Regions from separate parts of the Mus musculus genome. Here region 2 is linked to region 1. Evidence: chromatin contacts called from public promoter capture Hi-C data. All regions are on one chromosome and are shown on one strand. Each heading gives the region's core, a stretch centred on a gene start, on an enhancer-like site or on the middle of the called end of the contact. The rest is flanking DNA. Distances are from core to core; before and after follow the strand shown. Region 1 has its middle 44 kb from the start of Gm16863. Region 2 holds the start of Eif2b5 (eukaryotic translation initiation factor 2B, subunit 5 epsilon).

Region 1 (6,492 bases), core at 3,708-6,207:
TCTGTGGCCCCATGTGGATCTCTCTCTCTCTCCTCAACAATAAACAATATGTTCTTTAAATAATTAAAAGACAAAAACAAAACACAGATCCTCAAGAAACATTCTGACTTTCTGATAATTTCCCCATGCTAGGTTGCTGCATGTGTATGGGGTACTGGCTAGCTGGATGAGCGCTCTGCACCCACTGTTCTAGGGCCTCAGTAAGCATGGCCATGGCCTCAGCAGAGGCATTCAACCTCCCTTTTTTGCCTTGAGCACCCGAGCGCTAGGGTATCAGTTGCCATGTTGAATACATCATAAGTACCTATATATAAAAGCCAGATGCTGAGGCAAGGCCAGCTCCCTAGGAACAAATGGTTTAACCATTTGCCTTGAAGCAGGAAGGTTACAGACCCGTTGGACCAGCAGTTGGTTCAAGGACATCATGTATAACCAGGGCAGCAAAGTTGTCTACAAGGACCTGTTCCTTGCCCAGGAACTCCCCCTCCCCCCGCACCCCTACCTGCTTCCCCCACCCCTGCAACTTCTGCTACAGCCTGCTTGGTCGTCCTAGTCTTGTTAAAAGACTTGTTAAATGAAAGCTTGGAGGGAGGGAGGGGGTGGTTAGCCTGTGAGATGGCTCAGAGGGTAAAGGCGGTTGTCACCAAGCCTGGTGAACTCATTCTTGGGACCCACAAGGTGGAAAGAGGGAGTCAGTTCTCAAAACCTGTCCTCTGGGGCTGGGGCTCAGTGGATAAGAGCACTGGATGTTCTTCCAGAGGTCCTGACTTCAATTCCCAGCAACCACATGGTGGCTCACAACCATCTGTAATGGGATCTGACGCCCTTTTCTGGCACACAAATGTACAATTTGTTAGAGGACTCATAAATAAATAAATAAATAAATAAATAAATAAATAAATAAAATTTAAAACAAACAAGCAAGCAAACAAACAAACCTGTCCTCTGACCTCAAGTCATGAGATTTTTGCATACATTCATCCTTCTCCCACACAAATCAATAAATAAAAAAAGTGGAAAATTAAGTTCAAAGTAAGACCCTCTCATGCAAAAAGGCCAGGCCAGGGGTGAGCCCTGAGGTCCACAAAACTCCCAGGTTCTTCATTGTTTGTGAGAATTTATGGCAATACCCTCCACCCCGGCCTCTTGCCCTTCAGCTCTGTCCTGTCCAGCTCATTCTCCAAGTCCCCCAGCCTCTTGAAAATACAGCTAATTATTTTATTCCTGGATCAAACATATTGTCCGAAACAGTATTTCTATAACTCTACCACTAAAAGGCCTCGACACAGTGGACAACAGGAAGAAATGTCTTCAGTTCTCCCAGAGGACTTTGTAGCCTGAAGCCCTGGACAGCAGGCCCATGCTCTCTTGGAAGACTCCTGTGTTCTCTTAAAAGATTCATGAGATTTTTGCATTCTGTTACACAGTATATCTGAATTTCTTTTCTTATATGAAATTGTTTGAAATGATTCACCTCCAGGAAAACTGATGTTGCTGAAGGAAAATTGTATTTATGAGGCTTCGAGTGTCCTCTTGGGAGACCACCAGTGGGGTAAATGCAAGCTCTGCTGAGCAAGGTTTTATGGTTTGACCCTCATAGGCTTCCTGCACTTGTCCACATCACTTGTCACTGGGCCACCCAGACTCCTGTCCTAAGGGGACACTGCCTACTTGTTGACAACCAACCCACTACCCACTACCCCAAAGCCCTTGGGGGAGACGGAAGACCCCACTGATGTGCTCCGCCTGTGCTCTAGAAGCAGTAGCTCGGTGATCAAATCCTGACTCCGTTCTTCACACCAGACATCTTTACCTAACTTCCCCATCACATCCACAAACTTCTCAAAGGGTTGTTATAGAAGTGACGTAAGGTTCCAGCTGCCCAGTGTGCAAATCAGGCTCCTCTACCTTTCTCTAGTTCCTACTGCACATTATGTACACCATGCATGCTTTACAGGTATTCACTTCATCATGCATGCTTTGCATGTATTCACTACACCACGCATGCTTTGCATGTGTTTACTACACCACGCATGCTTTGCATGTATTCACTACACCACGCATGCTTTGCATGTGTTTACTACATGATGCATGCTTTGCATGTGTTCACTACACGATGCATGCTTTGCATGTGTTTACTACACGATGCATGCTTTGCATGTATTCACTACACCACACATGCTTTACATGTGTTTACTACACGATGCATGCTTTGCATGTATTCACTACACCACACATGCTTTACATGTGTTTACTACACGATGCATGCTTTGCATGTATTCACTACACTACACATGCTTTGCATGTGTTCACTACACAATGCATGCTTTGCATGTATTCACTGCACTACACATGCTTTGCATGTGTTTACTACATGATGCATGCTTTGCATGTGTTCACTAAACGATGCATGCTTTGCATGTGTTCACTACACGATGCATGCTTTGCATGTGTTTACTACACGATGCATGCTTTGCATGTATTCACTACACCACACATGCTTTACATGTGTTTACTACACAATGCATGCTTTGCATGTATTCACTACACCACGCATGCTTTGCATGTGTTTACTACACGATGCATCTTTGCCTGTATTCACTACACCACGCATGCTTTGCATGTATTCACTTGGCCACTCTTCTATAACTGCCAAATTTTTCTCCAAATAGATCATTGGTTTCTCACATCTCAGAACTTTATTATATTTTTACCTATGATCTCTTGATTTAGCTGTTATGAAATAAACAGATATATCTGAATGTTTTGAATTTGTTTTTGTTTGTTTTGAGATGGCCTCTCTGTTATGTAGCCCTGGTTGTCCTAGAATGTGCTATATAGACCAGGCTGGCCTGGAACTCACCTGCTTCTGCCTCCTGAGTGCTGGGATTACAAGTGTGCACTACCATGTCAGGCCATAAAATATACTTTAAATAATAGTTCCCCTTACTAACATTTCATTCCTTTAAAAAAATTAATTAATTTAGGGGGCTGGAGAATTAATTGGTTAAGAGCACTTCCTGCTCTTCCAGAGTTCAGTTTTAGCACCTGGTGGGGATTGGTTTTAATGCTTTGACTTTGTCAGGAATCTGTGTGTCCAAATGCTGAAGGCCCTTGTCTCCAACTGGTTTTTGATCGATCAATAAAGAGCCAACAGCCAACAGCTGGGTGGAGAGAGAGGCGCAGAACTTTTATATTGTGAGGGCTAGGAACTGGGAGAAAGGAAGACAGAGTATGGATCCCCTTGCCTGGGGTGAGAAGGGTGGGATGTAGGAGCTGCAGGAGAGAAAGCCTGGCCACTTCCGCTATTGGGCCTAGAGTAGCAGGGGGGAGGTTTAGGAGTGACCAGTCTTTGAGCTAGTCACAGCATATCATAAATTAACTGACATGTGTCTTTCATTCCAGAATCCAGATTGTTCCTGGGTGTGTGTGTGTGTGACCCTCTGGGAGCCAAAGCAGTGTGGCTTAGTTAAACTTGCAGCTACAAGCCTACCTGGGGCTACTTACCACTGTTTGTAACTCCGGCTCCAAGTGATCTGAAGGCTCCTTTTGGGTACTGAAGTCCCCCTTCCCCACAAACATACAAATAAAGTAAAACTTGAACTTAAAAAAATTAATTTAGCGTGTGTGCATACACCTATGCAGGTCCACTTGCCTTTGCATGTGTGTAGAGGCCAGAGGTCAGCTTCAGGAGTCTTCCTCTATCACGCTCTACCTTATTTATTTATTCATTCATTTACTTATTTATTTATTTTTGGAGATGGGCGCTCCAGGTTGGCCAGCACTGGAGTGTGTGCTACTCTTTGCATGGGGGTGTTGGGGATCTGAACCCAGATCCTTGTGTATTCTCTTTGAATACCCAGAAATTCTCTGCCATGCCTTTGCCTCAAAGCTCTGCAGAAGCTAGCTGGGAGCCACCCACCAAGACCTTAAACACCTTGGGAGTGCAGCCCCGCCTCCCTGCCTCCCCAGCTCCTTACTCAGCCTCATGCTTAGAACACACCTGGTAACTGCTTGTGGCATAAACAAAAGCTTCACGTATGCGATGTGGGCGGGGAGAGGTGGAAGGTGCAGGGAGAAGCCCTCTCCAAATGAGCCATTATGCAGAAAGGGTCATTGTTACAGGAGGCAGAGCTGGAGGCAAGCCCTTCTATCCACGAGGACCAGCGCCCCCAATTACACCAGCTGGCCTCAACTTCTGTGTGAGCCTGATTAAAAAGCACCCTCTCTCCAGTGTCTGGAAACCCCTGCAAGGAAAGTTTGCTGCCCAAAGTTGGCTTTTGACTAGAGTCTTAATAAGAGGCTTCAGCAGGCTGCGTGGAGAGACAATGTCACTTTAGAGGAGCAGCTGGAAGCGGCAGTTAGAAGAATTATTTTAATGAATACATTTCCTTTCAATTGTATGGGAATATCAAGATCCCATTAGAATGGGGAAGCAATTAGAACTAATAAAGATGAATGCGCAGTGCTCAGTGCATGTGGAATAACAAGCAGCCAACAAAGGGACTCCCTGAGCAGGCTCTAATCCAAGTGAGGCCGGAGCCAGCAGAGGGGGAGAGGCTCTGCTCAGCCACTCAAAGCCACCTTGTCCCCGCACATTCTGATCACGGCCTGGCCCACAAATGGTGTGAGTTGTGGCCTCCAAGGTGGGGAGGGGTGGCCCCCACCCCATCCTGGGTCAGCCTCTTGGGGGTTGAGATGGACTGTTGGCAGCCCCTTGGCAACAGCCATTCAAACCGGGCCTCTGGCTCCCAGCCAGCTTCTCGCTTGTCCCTCCAACGAGGCCTCATTGTGTCCAGGTGGCAAACGCCTTCTCGTGAACGTTCCTTAGAGGTTTGGAGAGGGACTGGGACAGTGAGGAGGGAAGAAAGGGTGAATGAGAAGGGGCCTCTGCCCTGCATCCCTCCTCTCCCCTCCTCCACGCCCACAGCCTGTGCCTCCTCTGAGTTTGGGGTTATGTTACAGTCAGTGGTGAGTCACAGGCAGCCAAACACAGAAGTACTGTTGCTTACACAATTGCTCTTCAAACAGCAACAAACAATTTTCATTACCCAAGTCAGATCAAATCATTCGCCTGGCCATCCTGCCTCTTCATAGCCACGCAAACAGGCCCAGAGCCTCATGCTTTGCCCATTCCGCTCTGACAGCACTGGGCTACGGTCTGCATTGGGCTCTGAGGACAGACAAAGCTCTTTCTCTCCTTCATTTGAGCTGGATCTGCTGCATGGCTGTCAAGAAAGGAACAAGAGAGACACAGTCACCTCTGCAGTGAGGCCCTGCTCAGTTGTGGGTCAGCCTGCTATTACCATCTGTGTGAAGCAAGGGCTGCCAGACTCCTGCGCCTGAGTTTAGAAGGTGTCCAACAAGATAAGTCTGGCTCGCTACCAAAGTATTCACTGGCCCCTAATGCAGTGTCTGTACTTGACATTTCTTTGTTTAATTTCTTTTGGCCAGACATTTTTTTGAACCAGGAATGTGTAAACTCACTCCGAAATGTCTGTATGAGAGGCCAGTTGCATGCTCATTACTAGTTTTTTTCTATTCCTTCTCTTAAAAAAAAATCTTCACCATCTCTTTAGGACCTTGAAATAACCCCATGGGATAGACAACCAGGATTCATTGAGCCCCGTGATGAGGAAAACACAGGCCCACACAAGGTCCTACACAAGGTCACAGAGCCACCAGTGGGTAAGAACCTGGCTCAGTACAGACTGACACCTTTCCCACACCTCCACAAAGTACAGACATTCCAGGAGACGTCACCCTGAGGTTCTTGGCTTCCACTGTAACTCCTTATCCCTACCCATCCCTACCCACCCCCACCGCACTGCACTAAGCACCAAGGGCTAGAAAGGGTACCTAGAAGATTTGTATCCACAGTCACCAAAGGGCTTGCTTTGCCACCAGCCCCTTTCCTCCCTTTCCATAGCTCAGATAAAGATTGTCTGAAAGGCTTTCAGGACATGGTAGATACGGTAAGAACTGGGAAAGATTGCCGAGTCTGTCTCCTTCAGTAGACACTGGCAAGGATAAAACCGTGTCTGTGCACCTGCCACGCCCCTGGCCTCCCACACCTGAAGGCCTACTCCTTGAACTTTTGATGTATAATTTTGGAGTGTAATTTACATGCTATGAGGTGCATGGATATATAGTTTGGCAAGTCGTAACTATTGTAGTCCTATACTGGAGAAACAGAGAATGTACATCTACACAAAGTTTCTGCTAATCCTTTCCAGTCAGATACACAGGACCCTGTCACAGGTGTCACCCTGGACAGGTGAGATCCTACTGCTGGTACCTTTTGTGTCTCTCGGTTGGTGTAACGGCTGCCGGGGTCACCCGTATGCTTCCAGTACTTTGTTCTTTTTCAAAAACTATGTATTGAAAAGCGAAATCATGAAATTTTCTGGTTAAGTGGATGGAGCTGGAAAAAATTATACTGAATGAGGTCACCAAGGCCCGGGAAGACAAACCAAACACTGCACATTCTCT
Region 2 (5,672 bases), core at 1,911-4,410, 840 kb after region 1:
AGCAGATGCTGATGTGACAGTCCAACAAATCATATCGAATCTCCACTCCGTCTCCACTGCCCTGGAACAGGCTCTGAAGGGAGAAGTGGCAGGCAGAGGCTTGAGCTCACCTCTCTCCTCGCAGCTCCGCCTTCTCCTACCCGAGTTCCTTCCCCAGACACCCAGTTACCAATGGAAAGGAAAAGCGCCGGAGGCCTTGGGTCTTCTGGAAGTGAAGAACCCTGTTGGTGGCGCTGTCCACAGCCATCACCACGTTGTCCTCATGGCAGCGTGTAGGGTGGCTGGGTGACGACTCTTTGAAGACCATTGTCATCACAGAGACATTTTTTTCTAGCTTCCTTCTTAACCTATTAAGAACCAGAGGCACAGTTAGTCTTAGGACTCTGCTGGTCCCTAAGTCTTGTCCTGCAGTCTTCCCCAGCCTGACCTGTGTTCCTCCAGGGCTCTGCAGATATTGATATTTGAGATGACATCTCCATATATCAAGAGAAAGTCAGAGCGCACCAAGGCCTTGGCATCGACGTCACGGAGGACGTCTCCTAGTGATCGGTATAGCTCTGATGTGATTATCCGAACAACGTTGGGGGACGTAGGATGGCACCACTTGGATTTCCTGTAGGAAAGTGATGAGAGGAACAGTAAATTAAACAGATGGTCACAGACCTGGCCTTCAACCTCCATCCAGCGTTTATACTCCTCTGTGGCTTTCCTGGGCTCCTGCCAGCGTCCCTGGTTTCAAAGAGTCCTATGAACCATAATGAATGGTTTCAGCGTCTAGTGTCATTAGTTTTATGTGTTTGAGAAATATGGCCATTTCCTTTCTATAACTTGACTCCTGTCTTCAAATATGAGTTTGAATTCAAGAGCTTATGAGATCTAGGGTATAAAAGTATTCTGGGAACATATATTTTTTTTTTCATGTCATCTTTCTTGTTCTGAGTCTCTATCAACTTTAAACACCGTAACATGGAAAACATGTTGGGTATATATTAGTCTTTATTTCCCAAACTCATAAATTCCCAGACTAACTCTTCCAAATTTTAACAAGCATCTCTTAAGAACTTACTGTGGGCTTGAAACTAAGGTGGGCGGAGGACACAGAGGGGAGGAGCTTGTTCCAAATACAGACAGTATTTGGAAATTTGGTGGAAAAATAAAGATGCCCTTCCAATAACATACACTCTGGAGCCATCAAACAAAAAGCAAAACTCACAGGAACAAACTTTGAAAGACTCAGAAATTATCAAAAGATGGCCTAGTTGGCTATCACTGGAAAGAGAGGCCCATTGGACTTGCAAACTTTATATGCCCCAGTACAGGGGAACGCCAGGGCCAAAAAGTGGGAGTGGGTGGGTAGGGAAGTGGGGGGCAGGGTATGGAGGACTTTTGGGATAGCATTGGAAATGTAATTGAGGAAAATACGTAATAAAAAATATATATTAAAAAAAGAAAGAAAGACTCAAAATCACAGGCAAGCCTTTAATTTTGGTCCCTGGGACCTCAAGGCAAAGGAAGCTGCAGCAGTTTACCTCGGGACACGTGACGAGAACACTAAACCTCACAGGAGCTCAGAACAGATTCAGTGTTCTCCTCCTCACATCAACTCTATCCTGGAAGAACTGAAAAAAGACGGAGAATCCTGGAAAGGAAAAATTATGAAGCCTTACTGTAAGTGTTCTTTGATCTGAGCAGCTTTCCAGCAGCAAAAGACAAATGTTTCCTGTACACCCGTGGCAGTCAGGAACTCCAGAGTATAGTCAATTAGCGCAACGTTGGCCAGGGGCAAGAGGACCTATAGGGCAGGAAAGAAAAAGTCTGAGATCTTCAAGTCAGGATTATACTTTGGTATACTTTGGTTTGCAGACACTATAATCGACTTTATCCTTTTATTCTAAAGCAAACAGGCTCTAAGGGTCAGTCTAAGGCTCTGGAATTTGAGCCTAGTAGGCATGGTATCAGACACAAACATGTTCTAGGAGCCCAGTGCTGGCATTAAGGACAAATGTTGGCCCTAAGTCATAGCTCTAGAACTCTAAGCACTAAGGTCTTCTTCATAGAATTTCCTTCTATTGTTCTATTGCCACTAAGAGTCACAGAAATCATTCAAACACTTGTCAAAAATGAACAGTCGTTAGCCTTAGGAATTCTTTTTTTTTTTTTTTTTTTTTTGTGGTTTTTTGAGACAGGGTTTCTCTGTATAGTCCTGGCTGTCCTGGACCTCACTTTGTAGACCAGGCTGGCCTCGAACTCAGAAATCCGCCTGCCTCTGCCTCCCGAGTGCTGGGATTAAAGGCGTGCGCCACCACGCCCGGCTATTAGGAATTCTTAAGTCAAAGGCAAATCCCTATTTGAATGAACTATGGATTGCTGAGCGACCCAGTAGTCTGCAAGCGCAATGCCTATTTCCTATGTCTAGGTAATTCCTAGACTGATGGCAACCCACTGGGGTCCCCTTTCAGCAGATGGGAGGAAAACAGCCTGCTGAGAGCTAGCCTTTTTTCCTTTAGGAATATATTACCATTGCCTTTATCTAAAGCAATTTCTTTAAATTGCCCATGTCCTGCAAGGTTAAAGACAGTGGAGGCCCCTCTTGTGCTACTAAATCCCCCGGGGAAGCCTTCTTTCAAGCATTGATTCTACACACAGCCCTCTCCATCCTTCCCAAGGCTGGGTGTATAGCCCTGCGAGAATCCATGTGTGCTAGTTACTCATCTGATCGGACAGCCTCCGAGGTTTCAGTCGGTCTCTCCACCTTTTCCTAACCAGATAAGCTCAACTTGAGGGTAACTTCCAGAGCACGCTTCACTAACCAGCTGCAGTGGCAACCTGCGGCCCCGCTACCCTCGAGGCCGGCAGACTGCTCGCGAGCCGGGTGCTCACCCGAGGCTGGTCCTTGGAGATGGGGAAGAAGCGGCGGTTGAAGCTATCGGCCACTAGAACTGCCTGGAGGGGCGGCGGCGGCTCCTCCTCCGCACCTTGGGTTCCCCCGCCGCCCGAGCCGCCGCCGCCGCGTTTGCTCGCTCGGCCGGCCGCAGCGCCAGGCACCGCCGCAGTGGCTGCCATCTTGCTTCGCAGCCAGCACGTCCGCCGGGAAGTCACACGGCACGCAGTAGGGGACAAAAAGGACTCACAGTCAAAACGCGAAGGTGTAGTTGCAGGGAGAGAAAGAGGAAGGAATGCGCATGTGTGTACCAGCAGACCCCACCCACCCCGTGCAAGACCAGGGCGTGGCTGACCGCAGTAGGTGCTACTGGGAGGTGTATGCACCCCAGAGGGGTGAGATCCCACCGTTGTCTACTTAGTCAGTGAGTGCTGTTGGATTGGACAAGCTAAGAAGGCAGCGAGCTGGATAGGCTTGTGATCGCTGGGCAGGAGCCTACAGCTCCTCTGCCCAGAGTAGGATAAAATTTGTAGTTCTCAGGGATTGGAGAGATCACTCAACAGTTAAGAGCACTTACTGCTCTTGCAGAGGATCCACGTTCTGCGCCTGGCGCTCACGTGGTAGCAAGCAACTATTCACAATTGCAATTCCAGGGTGTCCGACACACTTTCGACCGGGCACTGGATGCCTGTGGAAAACACTCATCCACATAAATCTAAATATAAAATGAAGCTCCCCACTTGCAGTCTAGTAATCTAAGGGGATCTGGCATCTTTGGGAGGGAAACCACGATCTGCACAAATACTGGACATGGAGGCAGGCTGTAGATTTTTACTGAACACACACCTATTATGGGTGCTCCCTCCCCCCTTGCCAGAAATACGACCTAGAGCGACAGGCATTTCTTAAACCCTCAAATCGGAACCAAGGGAGCACGCCCAACTAGTGAGTGGAAAAACTGCTGCTGGAGCTCATCTGACTCCCATGGTTCTGAAAGAGTAGTAAACTCAGTGCTCCAAGGTATGCTAATCATAAAACAGATAGCGACATTCCTCCACCCACCGGCTTCCTGGGTTCAAAGAGTGTTAATTCAAAGAAAGTCACCCTGACCCACTCTGACCATTGCTGGAACCTGCAATGCAAATGTGCTATCGTTAGGGGCTCTTAGAAACTGTCTTGAGAGTTAACAATTACCAGGTATTCCTTGTGACACCTGTGACTCTGTACTTCCTTGTGACTCTTAACTGGTATTTTTGGTATTTTCCAACAACGCCCTTCCCACCTCCTTGAGTTGTGGTTCCTTCCTTTAAATACCCCCTTATCCAGCTACTCGGGGCGCCACAGTCCTCTACCCCTGCGTGGTGTATGACCGTGGGCCCGAGAGCGCTCTTGAATAAAAATCCTCTTGCAATTTGCAGCAAGACCGTTTCTCGTTGGTGATTTTGGGGTGTCGCCTCTCCTGAGTCAGAACGTGGGGGAGTCCTCACGTTGTGGGTCTTTCAGTTCCACAAGCGTTATCCCAGATGAGGCTGGATCTAAGAGCAGGAGTAAACTGGGTAGGACTGGGGCGTAGTAGCAAGCTTTTCAGGCTAGACTGAAGTGGAGCAGCAGGTTTTGGTAAAAGAAGCCGTGGCCGCAGTTTATAAATCAAGCTTAAGGCGGAGGAAGCAATGGCACGCAGGCTGGGCGTAATTCTGTCAAGCCAAAAATTCCAGTAAGTAATCTGCCCAATCAGCAACAGAACCTCTGCTAATCCCACAGCCCGCAAGTTTCGGCAACTCCCTCTGTTGCTTCCACCCACCTCCCCGCAGATGTTCTCCGGTGGAGTGGTGAGCCTATGTTTCTAGTGTATCGCTACTCGTTAGCTTCCTTGTGGAACCCAGAAACCTGTCATTTCTTCCTTCGCCCAGTTAATGAGGGTGCTATGAGGACAACGTTTGCTTCTGAAAACGTTAGTACAGAGAGGGAAAAGCTTAGTAAAAAATTTCAATTAAATCGAAGTCGGACAGGTCACCTAAGAGCGTATGCTTCCAAAACCGATTGAGACAGGGGGAATCTCAAGTGAGAGCTGTAGCAATGCCTCGTGACAACTGATCAAACAAGTAGGCAAACACGACCAAAATAAAATTAAGTATAAATATACCTTCTGGGGGACTGTTTGCGCTACAGATCTACATGAAGAAGAAAAATGTGCACTTGTGGGAACTTCTCATGCACACAGACTCTTGCTCAAACACGGGATCCCGGAAATGCTGAATGTGGAGTTCAGTGGCTTGAGAAATTGGGTAACACTGCCCTCTACAGATCAGTGTGATGTAGTGAGCCTTCACCAATTCCCAGAGTCTATGTCATAGACTTTATGACAAATGAAGTCTTCTTTTCTTTTTGCCATAAGGTCTCACTACATGTCCCTGCCTGCCCTGGTACTGCTCACTGTATATACCAGGCTGGCCTCCAACTTGTAGAGACCCACCCGACTCTGCCTCTCGAGTGCTGGGACTAAAGACGTGGATCATCATGCCCAGCCTATGAAGTCATTTTTTTACGTGGAGGTTTTCTGGACTGTGGGGTAGGAAACATCTGTAATGTATATGGAGGTCAGAGGCCCTGTAGTAAAGGAGTCTTTTTTCCTATTCTGAGATTCAGACTCAAAGACAAGTTGAGTTTCTTGAAGAGATTAGAACACAAGGTTTCTGAGACAGCATTGCCCAGAGAAAGAAATGATGATCCTGTGAGCCAGCCCAAGGTCTCCAGCCCACAGCGGTCAGAAGTTACTGGTATAGTGTGAAGT

The links. Promoter capture Hi-C pulls out the DNA fragments that hold promoters and counts their contacts.
Region 2: a contact with region 1 is called in a promoter capture Hi-C map of the 3T3-L1 cell line, with 3 times the contacts expected there. The contact joins the promoter of Eif2b5 here to the enhancer-like site in region 1. A contact is called at or near these places in 3 of 39 promoter capture datasets (the 3T3-L1 cell line, liver and neutrophils), 2 of 484 Hi-C or Micro-C datasets (the Ba/F3 cell line and regulatory T cells) and 1 of 115 datasets of contacts at active chromatin or transcription factors (pancreatic cancer cells).

Annotation. Positions count from the first base shown.
Region 1 is chr16:21,338,031-21,344,522 of GRCm38.p6, reverse strand. No RefSeq gene overlaps it. Among named protein-coding and RNA genes, the nearest start is that of Gm16863, 44 kb to the right of the region's middle. Within about 2 kb of position 4,957, at least 196 of the 459 cell types and tissues checked have an H3K27ac peak or open chromatin away from gene starts, as enhancers often do. A contact at or near this core is called in the Ba/F3 cell line and pancreatic cancer cells, where this site is marked.
Region 2 is chr16:20,496,305-20,501,976 of GRCm38.p6, reverse strand. It overlaps Eif2b5 (eukaryotic translation initiation factor 2B, subunit 5 epsilon), which reads right to left and starts at 3,160. Exons shown (of 16, transcript NM_172265.2): 1 at 2,881-3,160; 2 at 1,668-1,792; 3 at 428-613; 4 at 170-347; 5 at 1-73. The coding sequence starts at 3,063.